2 separate regions of the Mus musculus genome follow, and region 2 is linked to region 1. A link is a contact called in public Hi-C data. All regions are on one chromosome and are shown on one strand. Each heading gives the region's core, a stretch centred on a gene start, on an enhancer-like site or on the middle of the called end of the contact. The rest is flanking DNA. Distances are from core to core; before and after follow the strand shown.

What was found. A called contact is a pair of places that touch in the nucleus more often than the background predicts.
Region 2: a contact with region 1 is called in a Hi-C map of muscle stem cells, with 1.5 times the contacts expected there. The contact joins two enhancer-like sites. A contact is called at or near these places in 2 of 15 datasets of contacts at CTCF or cohesin (the NIH/3T3 cell line and embryonic stem cells), 19 of 484 Hi-C or Micro-C datasets (the AML12 cell line, the G1E-ER4 cell line, the HL-1 cell line and 7 more), 6 of 115 datasets of contacts at active chromatin or transcription factors (bone marrow-derived dendritic cells, cardiomyocytes, embryonic stem cells and 3 more) and 2 of 9 other capture datasets (adipose tissue and pancreatic islet).

Annotation. Positions count from the first base shown.
Region 1 is chr15:77,125,591-77,130,592 of GRCm38.p6, forward strand. The region is part of intron 3 of Rbfox2 (RNA binding protein, fox-1 homolog (C. elegans) 2); the gene reads right to left. Among named protein-coding and RNA genes, the nearest start is that of 1700109K24Rik, 44 kb to the left of the region's middle. Within about 2 kb of position 2,406, at least 4 of the 459 cell types and tissues checked have an H3K27ac peak or open chromatin away from gene starts, as enhancers often do. A contact at or near this core is called in muscle stem cells, where this site is marked.
Region 2 is chr15:77,211,868-77,216,869 of GRCm38.p6, forward strand. All of the region lies in intron 2 of Rbfox2 (RNA binding protein, fox-1 homolog (C. elegans) 2), which reads right to left. Among named protein-coding and RNA genes, the nearest start is that of Rbfox2, 93 kb to the right of the region's middle. Within about 2 kb of position 2,709, at least 147 of the 459 cell types and tissues checked have an H3K27ac peak or open chromatin away from gene starts, as enhancers often do. A contact at or near this core is called in muscle stem cells, where this site is marked.

The sequences.
Region 1 (5,002 bases), core at 1,156-3,655:
ATGGTTTACTATCACTGTTTGGATTCCTGCTAGGCACTGGTAATTTGACCGACTATCGCTTTTGGACTGATGGCAAAAGCCAACAAAGGCAGTGAAATGGCAGGTGTTACATTGTAAACGCATGGAAACTGTTTAACCCAGCGGTCCCTCTAACAAAGTCTTGGGAACTGCCAGTGATCTGTGACCACACACAAATGCCCCATCCTGCATTCTCCTCCAACCCACTGCAGGCTTGTTATCCATCCATCCATCTATCTAACCATCCATCCATCTTTAAATATCAGGTATAGGGGATACAGGACCTGTCTCTTACTCTATATGTGTCTCATGTTCACAGAGGTCAGATGAGATGGAACTAGAACTTAAGTTATGGTGGTTGTGAATCACCAAGTACATACTAGAAATTGAACCTGAGTCCTCTGCAAGAGCAACAAATACTCTTAGCTGCTGAGCCAACTCTCCAACCCCAATAGTGTATTTCTAAATCTTACTACCAATCAGTCACAGAAGCTAATTATACCGTTGAGGTCTCTCTCATTAAAAGTGTTTTGTTTTGAAAAAGGGTAGACATTAGGCTTTTGAGAAAAATATAATTCAGTAGGTAGAATTTTAAAACCTGACTACTTCAAATGCTTTGGCTACTTAAGCTTGCTGTCCTTTAGAAATATTTGCAATGTAATAACTGGATTCCTGTCTTCTCTGTAGGCCAGGAGGCAGCCCCTAACTGGCTGGTGCTTTTGCCAGTGCATAACAAGAGACCAATGACCATCAAAACAAACTTAAAACTCTTAAAGGCAGACCAAATTTCTAAAATTCATTTAAAAAACAAACACTCTAGAACTCAGTGCTCAGTTCTTATCTTTAAATGAGAAGTCCTTTCTTTTCAACATGACAGGACTATCCAACCCAACCCAAGCAAGAGCTGGACTCAACAGCACAGCTCATAGCAATAAGCAGCATAAACACCAGCCAGGCATGGTAGTACACCTCAATACCAGGACGCAGAGGCTGAGGTAGAAGAATCTTTAGTTTAAGGCCTATCTGGGCTACAAAGTCAGCCTTGCCTCAAAAATCCCAGGCTGGGGATGTAACTCAGAGGTAAGCATTTGCCTAGCTATCAAATGCAACGTCCTGGGTTAATTTGTGGCACCGCCCATAAATGAGAAGACCTGAAGTGTTCATGAATTTCTAGTTTATGCTCGATGTACTCCAGGTCAGGTGGCTGCACTAGCTTCATTTCACAGAGAAGGAAAGTGAAACCCAGAGATAATGTGATTTACTAAAGACACTCTTTGACCAATACATGGCTAGCTACCTGCCTACTTACTTTACTGGTCCAATTCTGCACTCTTGAACTCATTTTTCTCTACACAGCCACCATGACCTCTAGTGCAAACCACACAGGACTCACTATAGCTGTGGCCACTCTCACTCCAGCTCCTGTACTCCTGCTGCCTAGGCTGTAAGATCACATTCTACTCATTTCATATCCTTCCTCAAAACCTCCAAGTCCCCTCTCCCCCAGTCTTATCGCAGTGTCCAAAAGCTCTTACCAACTTGTGCTCAAAGGATTTTTCTCCTACAGGCCTTCATCAAAACCCTGAACTTTGTCCAAATGGGAATCCATGCTTTGGTCTAGACATTTTGATTTCTTCTCTTCAACACTGAACCAAGAACCGATTTCTTAATCCTTCATACTACCATTTACTCAGGCCTGAAACTCTACTGCTGATATAAATACAAGGCCCAGATCAATTAGAATCTTTACCAGGAACCCAGCTTCTCCCTCCTGAGAACATCTGCATCTTGTTGCATCTTTTCTCCAAGAAGCATTGAGCGTCTGACACTGTGAGATGTTATGGGATGCAGAGATGAACAAAGAAAACTTTTTCTTTGGAGGCTTCAGAAAGTCAGGAAGATTTTCTGGTAACAAGCATACCTATATAGGCTGAGTAACATGATGCTCACAGCCTGGGAAGATTAATAAATATGCACATAATCTATTTCACTGGGTCTGAGTGGTGAGGGTGTAGATCTTTAATTCCCCACTTGGGCTGTTTTACAAGCCACAATCAAACAATTCGAAGAAGCATTTTAAACTGAAAGGTGCTATGCAAACTTAGGTTATGATTAATTAATTTGCTTCCTAGATGCCTCTTGGATTTAATTGGCCATATGAACTGCTAGACTGTTTTATGAGACACATAAGCAGATGGTAAAAGTTTAGTAGAATAAATGTTACATCTAAGTTTTACTACTCTACTTAATCTCTAAGCAACGCATCCCCATCTCCTACAAACGTGGAAGGAGGAGGGAGAAAATTCACAGTACTGACAGCAACAGGTGGCAAATCAGTAAGAACCCAACAGGACACATTTTGAGCTTGAGGTTATGGTCTGACTAGGATGAGGAGTGGATTAGTCAGATAGCTAAAAGGGAGATCCCAGGGTTGGGTGTGGTGAGGAGACTACAGAAAGGCTAGAAAAACTCTCCTTTTCCTAGGAGGCTGCAAAATAACACAGGTCAGAAGGGGTAAGGGATGGGAAGATAGAAACAATGGAAAGGAAACCCAGGGCAGACTTGAGAATGAGCTGGCTCAATGCTGAATGCACCCCTAATGGCCAGGCAGCATCTGCCATCTAGCAGGGGAGAGTAGAGAGAGAGGTCAGAAACATTACCAGGCAGAAGCATCAGTGTCCTTTCAATGTCATTCTACTGTGGACAAACGACATAGTGTGCACATGTATTCTCTCAGAAAAAAACTAAGACAAAGTTACTACTTATAGAAAGTAGGAAACTGCAAAGTATGACCCAGATTCAAAACATTAGCATTAACTCGCAATGAACCCAGGCCCGGATGCTGGACTGAACATGATGCCAATAAGCACATACAAATAAAGCTAAGGAATTAAAGGATAATATTCATATATATGAATAATGATGACAGGAGCAATTCCAGAGTTAAAAAGTGATACAAATAAATTCACTAGGCCAAGAGACAAGACTGAGTCCACTGTCCTTTAATTCCTCCCTCTCCTCCCCAGCGAGTGCATGTGCCAGACAGCTTTCTCTGTGTAGCGCTAAATATTCTGGAACTTGCCTGTGCCTCTAGAGTGCTGGGATTAAAGGTGTGTACCACCATTGCCCAGCTTGAAATTAATGAAGTTTTAAGAATGTCTTGAAATAAGCCAGGCGTGGTGGCACACGTCTTTAATCCTAGCACCTGGAAGGCAGAGGCAGGTGGATTTCTGAGTTCGAGGCCAGCTTGGTCTACAAAGTGAGTTCTAGGACAGCCAGGGATATACAGAGAAACCCTGTTTCAAAAAACAAAAACAAACAAACAAACAAACAAACGAATGTATTGAAATGAAAAATCAGAACAATCTGCCTCCTTTTTGGGTTCCACTTATAAGGACTTTTATAGGGAAACTTATAGCTTAAACACAGAATGAAGAAACCTTGAAAATCAACTGCCTTAGCTTCCAACTTGAAAAGCTAAAAATGGGGCTGGAGAGACAGTTCAGTGTGGAGTACTATCTGTTCTTCCAGAACCTGGGTTAGATTCCTAGTACTCACACGGCAGCTCACAACCACTGTAACTCCAGCCCCAGGGGATCTGATGCCCTGTCTGCTCTCTGAGGGCACAGAATACATGTGGTGCACAGACACAGGCAGTCGCCTGACATAAAGTAAAATGTAAAGGAGTCGTCACAGACCGAACAGGGAGGAAGACAGTGAAGGTCAGAACGGGACTGTAAGCCTTGAGATCGGGAGACAGCGCAGCTGGGTGGGTGCTTGCCTCCGAGTGAGGACCTGAGTTCCACCCCCAGAACTGCCTGCAATCCTAGCTCTGGGGAAGCCTGTTGGTCAGCCAGCCTTGCCTGCAGTGAGCTCCAGGTCAAGGAACAAACAAGAGAGGTAGCTCCCTGGAACCACAGCTGAGTTTGTTTTCCAGTCTCCACATGCAGGTATACATATGTGTATGGTTCCTATGTGCCTCCACATCAATATACACTCACATACTCACACAAAAACAAATAGAAATGTTAATTTATAGACTGGTCAGAGAAGACCTAAGTTATTAAAACTAAGGAGAGCCAGGTGTAAATAACTGAGAGCTTTTCCACCCAGGCATGAGCTCCCTGAAATAACGACTCTAAGACTACTCACAAGTTCATTACCTGTTATTCTGTTCTAAGTCATGCCACATGGCTGGTTACCAGGACTTCAGTTTCTTGCAACTGTCTTCTCAGAGTTTGAGGACAATCTTCCCCACACCTGTCTCTATCCCAGAAATTCAATCCTTCTCTACTGCTGGATGCCCCACCTTCTAATTCTGCCTTAGCTCTTTGGCCAAAGGCTTTTTAATTGACAGGTGAAACTTCCATACATTGTACAAAAGATCCCACTACAGCCAGGCATGATAGTGCACGCCTTTAATACCAGCATTTGGGAGACAGAGGCAAGTGGATCTCTGAGAGTCCTCAAGGCCAGTTTGGTTTACATAGCAAGTTCCAAGCAAGCTAAGGCTACCCAGAGAATTCCTGTCTTTTTAAAAAAAAATTTTTTTAAAATCAAAGTAAGAGGCGCGTGTGTGTGTGTGTGTGTGTGTGCGCGCGCGCATGCGTGCACATGCAAAAGAGCCAGGGGAGGATGACATACCCTGTAATCTTGCACATGGGAGGAAGAGACAAGAGTCACTATTAGAAGTTCCCATCGATAGGCTGTATAGCACAACTTTGTCTTAAAATATAAGGTGCTACTATGAGCTCTGGGAAATAAAAAGGAACCATCTACTGTTATGATTGAATTGTTTTGAGATCACATTTATGAACTAGGGTAGCTTGGGATTCCCTAGGCCCCCAAGAACGACCTTCCACTCCTGAGCCTCCGTCCATCTCTGAGCTGGGGTTATAGGTGTGCACTATTATGCCTGGTTTTATGCAGTTCTGAGGAATCAAACCCATGGCTTCATGTGTGTAAGGTAAGTGCTCATAGGCTG
Region 2 (5,002 bases), core at 1,459-3,958, 87 kb after region 1:
GAAAATATTCTTTCAAATTGAAAAGGCCATGTACATGTGTAGCCCTACCCTGTATGTGAGAGCCAAACCAAAAGTCATCTGAGAAGAGGGACATGGGCTCCTCCAACTCGATTCACACATGCAGTCTGCTTTGATGATAAACAAATCTTAAATATTTCATTTCAACATTTTGGAATTTTATTCTCAAAACAAAACTGGCCTAGTTTCTTTTACATTTTTTATATTCCTTTGAATTGTTTAACATTCAAAATGTGCTTTACAGTTTGAAAGAGTAAATGAAGTCACCTCTTTTTCTGAGGCCACTTGTGGTAACTCTTAATCCATATGCATTGAACCAGTGCTGTCTAGTACGGTTTAAAATATTCTAGGGTCAAATAGCTGAAAGTTATACTTAAGCAATTTTACTATTTGCCCAACTTAAGACTAACAGGTGCTTTTAAAAAGTTTACATATACTGGTAGGAAGAAAACACACTGCTAAGGGTGTCAGAGATGAGCTGACAGTGATGGGGCAGATGCCAAAACTGTCACAAATGCTGTAATCAGGATAAGAGGGATAAAAAGCAAAGAGCTGCAATCAGGATAAGAGGGTTGAGAACCGGGCTCCTGACAGTTCCTGTTTTGCTTCTCCAATGGAAGGGCTGGTTTGTGGAGCTTCTGCTCTGAACTGCCATGTGCATCCAGCTTTACAGGGCGAGCTGTTAGGGAGAGAGCTGCCCTGCCTGTCTAGATAAACACAGCACCAACTCCTGGGTCTGAATGCAGAGGAAGGAGTGGGAGTCTTCTGAGCTAGCAAGAACTGACTGGAGCTTCTAAGAAGGTAGCTATCTAACTCCATACTAGACAGACTACACTGTTCTATCCCGGATCTAACCAATGGTTTTAACAACAAAGAGTTCCTAAAACTTAGTATAGACCACTAGTTTCAGGCCACGGCAATACAACACAAATGAATCCATTGTGATTTATTTTAATTATTTTTGGAAAATGGTTTATTTTTAGTAAATATTGTATCCCCCACATGGGAAGCTACAAACCATGCCAGAAATGTTCTTTGAGGAGATAAAATCCTATTAATAGACCTATCAGTTGCTCCTTACTTAGGTTGTAACATAGTTTCCACTTTAGCTGCTATGACCTCTCCTGACCCCTCCGAGCCAGAAGGCTGCTCTCATCTCAAGTCCCCACATTTATCTCTAGGTACTTAAGCGAAGCGAGCAAGGCTGCGAGGAGGAGAAAGAAGCTCCTTTCCGTAGGCCTTCTCCCACGGCAAAGTTTAAGGTAAATTCTGAGAGCTTAAAAGGACTCCTTCCTTTGGAATGCTTTGTGGCTCGGAACTAACTCTGTGGATGTTCAACAGTCATTCACAGCCGTGCTGCACGGCAAGCCACTCGTGGGGCAATGAAAAGCTCCAAGCCCTGCAGCGCCTTCATGTAAGCTTGAGCTCATCCTACTGTTCCCTAACCTAGGCCGGCTACACTGTGAAGCTGTCTCAAAACAAAAAACCCCAGTCTCTGAGTATAAAGCATAATATATTGTCTAACTTTTTAAAACCAAGGACTAAATGTAAAAGACTAATGTTTCCCTAAAAACTGTGATCTCAAGGGTTAGGGTTGCCAGCACCTCTACATTCTCACTTTAAAGGTTAAGGCGGGGGGGGGGGGGGGGGGGGGGATCAGTTGTAGTGACTCATGACATTAGCACCTACACTGAATGGCTGCTCTTCCAGAGAACCGAGGCTCAATTCCCAGCACCCACATGGCAGCTCACAAAGTCTAATTCCAGTTTCAGGGGATCAAACACTTTTCTCTTCTGGCCTCCACATGCACCAGGTATGCAAGTGGTAGACATACATGCAGACAAAACATGTAAAAATAAGTAAAAAAATTAAAACATACATATAAAAAAAACTAAGTGGGGTTGGCAAAATGTCTCAGCTGAGTTCAATCCCTGGGTTCCACAGTAGAAGGAAAAAACAACCAACTCCCTCAAATTGTCCTCTGGCCTCCAGACATGCACTGTGGTGTATGCACATGAACTATCACTCTCCCAGCCTCTGGCAGTACCCACGGCTGCAGCAGCAGCTGCTGCTGCTTGGCTCATGAAGAATGCCTAGACGACATCAGCCAGCAGCAAGCAGTAATGGCTCTTCAAGACAGGACTAAAAGCTAGGAGTTCAAGCGTTCGGCAGTGTACCAGAGTGAAATGGTTAGAAACACATCCAGGGCTTTCCCTGCCATCCAGTGGAATCTAGTCTGGGCAGTTAGAGCCAGATGGGCCTCCCTAGTAAAGTGACCTTGGGGAGTCAGTCGAACAGCCTCTCTAGCCTTCAGTTTTCTCATCTATAAAACTGAGTGAGCAGCATTTGCCCTGCTGAGTTGTGAGAATTTTTAAAAAGTAAGCTGTTTCAGAATAGCCATCTACTATAGGTCAAATGCCCCCCCCCCCATTCTCAGACCCTAGGGATGAAACGCAGGTGGTTTGTACCAGACTATGCCATAATCCTCCTCCTGTCTCTTTTCTTCCCCCTCTCATTTTGCAGAATAAGGCACCAAACCCAAGAAGGCGAGCGAGCTTTCCAAAGGTGCCACTGCTTGGTGGCCGGGTATGAGCTGAAGCAGCTCCTTCTCACTCAGTGACTGCACACATCGTGGGGTGGCTCAGAGTCAGTACTGTTGTCCCTTCTGTGACTCAGACACCCAAGAGTTAAACACTCAGCCTTAGTAGGTCTTGAGGTGCCAGGCAGGGCCTTATGGGGAGAGGCTGGAAGCACTGAAATCCATCCCTCCTTGTGATTGGTTGATTCCCAAAGGGGTGGGAAGAAGAAGAGAAAAGATTGCCATGGATCCCACAATAAACAACAGCAGGAGCCTCTATATGCTCAGGTTTTCCAGTAAATCTATGCCATATTTCTAAATACTTGTGACCACCCAACTCTAGAAATGGTAACTTCTGACCTTCATCAAAAACTAAAGTTTCTGCTATTGAAGGACTAAATTCCTAAGAGTACAGCTGGGATGACCGCATGCTTATTAAGGACAGTCTCATGTTTCCACAGTGCCCCCGCACTCAAGCTCTGGAGCTGAAAGCTGACACCGCCACCATCCCCCTTACTCAGCCTGTTTAACTCTGTTCATTTTTCCGCTCTGTCATCTTGGAAACATGACTTGGCTACTCAGTCCCATTCCCTCCTCTGATTTGTCTACTCTTTAAGAAAGATCTTATCAAGAAAGACAGGAAAAAAGAAAGGAAAGAAAAAGGAGAAAGGAAATGAGTAAAGAAAGAATAGTAGATAGGTAGATTGACTGATTTTGAAAGAAATCTATCTCATTGCAAGTTCTAACTCTGCAGTTATGTTAGGACACACAAGCTGAAGGAAGAGAGAAACCTAATACCATGCTAAATCCTTTGGGAGGTCTGCCCAAGTCCTTAAGCCAGGCTGGGGCCACTTATCTGAATTAGCTGAGGTGGTGCCCTTCAGTCCTGGCTACATTCTCTCCCCAGGACTTTCTCCGTCCCATTCCAAACTTTACAGGAAGTGTATCTGTTCTCTGACGGGAACTGGAGCAGCATTTGTTCTGCCTTGCAGCTGACAAGGACTCCACATGCTAACAGCAAGGAGCCACAGAAAACAGCTCTGTGTCCTTGGTACCTACACAGCAGCACAAATTCTAAACTGGGGAGGGGGTTGGGGGAGGGGTCCTGCTTAGCGGCAGAGCTTGGGAACCTAAATCAAGTCAGTGCAGGAATGAACTTGAGCTTACCTCTGGGTGGCCTCAGAACCAGGGCTGGGCCAAATCCTCCTCTGTCCAACCAAACCAACCAGAAATGGTGAACAGCCCTGTCTCTCCAGAAGTGGAGATTAGGGAAGACCTACAATCGCTCTGACCTCAAGGGCAAAAAAACCCCTTCAACACGGTTAGCTGAGGAACTAAGTGGCAGTCTTCCTACTGCTCCTGCCTGTGCTGGCTCTGCAGCCCACTTACACTATGCTGTTAATGCCCTTTGCAGACACAGGGGCTTCCTTAGAAGCACTGGTGACCAGGCAGGCTTTTCTCAGGAATGTTCAGCAAATTAACTACTCAGGGGAGACAGAAGCATAGCTGTTAGAAGCACAGGCTGGCCGTCAGGCAGGTCTAAGTTTAAATACCTGTGCAACCATTTTCAGCCTCTAAGACTCGGCCTCATTAAAGCTCAGTCTATGTATCTGCAAAACATAGCTTCTCCAAGTTGCCTTGGAAAGAGAATGGTCATTAGGATAATGAGGAGTTGAAGAGATGTGTACATAGGTGTATGTACTTAGTGTGTATCTGATGCATAGTAAGCATTCAATAAATAGTAGCTGTTGCTATAAATTATAATGGAGGACTGTACACCAACTCTGTGAAGGAGTAGCCCTGACAGTTTATAACCATCCTATTAAAGCATTTCTGCACTTCACCCATGCCATGGTGAGACACAAACATGAGGATGCCATAGACCACTCAAGGGCTAGAATGCAGCTCACCATCTCTGCCAGACTCATGAGCGGAAGCCAGAGAAAAGGACATTATGAAGCCAGAGAAAGGGACATCACGAAGCCAGATCGTGAGGTCTCAATATGGAGTTAGCTCTCAGCTTACACATCCCACCGTAATGTGCTTCCACAGTGAACAGGCGTTTCTGGATCTGTACACCTGAAGAAGAGGGGGTAGAGAGCAGCAAATAAAGACAAGAAGGGGAAGGACTCTGGTCTCCTCTCTTCACATTTTACTAGGAATGGAGCTGACAACATAACCAACATTTTTTAGGCAAGCATTGTAAGATGGCTGCTTGCTAGACAAGGGCAGCAGCACATGTTTTTATCCAATAGAAATAAACTCTCAAAGAACTACAATCATGTCATCACAGATAAAACACTCACGGAGCAGGAGGAGGTCAGTCAATCTGGCTCCTGAGCGTACAACCCAGCGCCGTTGCCTTTGTCGTCTCTTGAGCTTTTCATCATCACAACTCTAACCTGA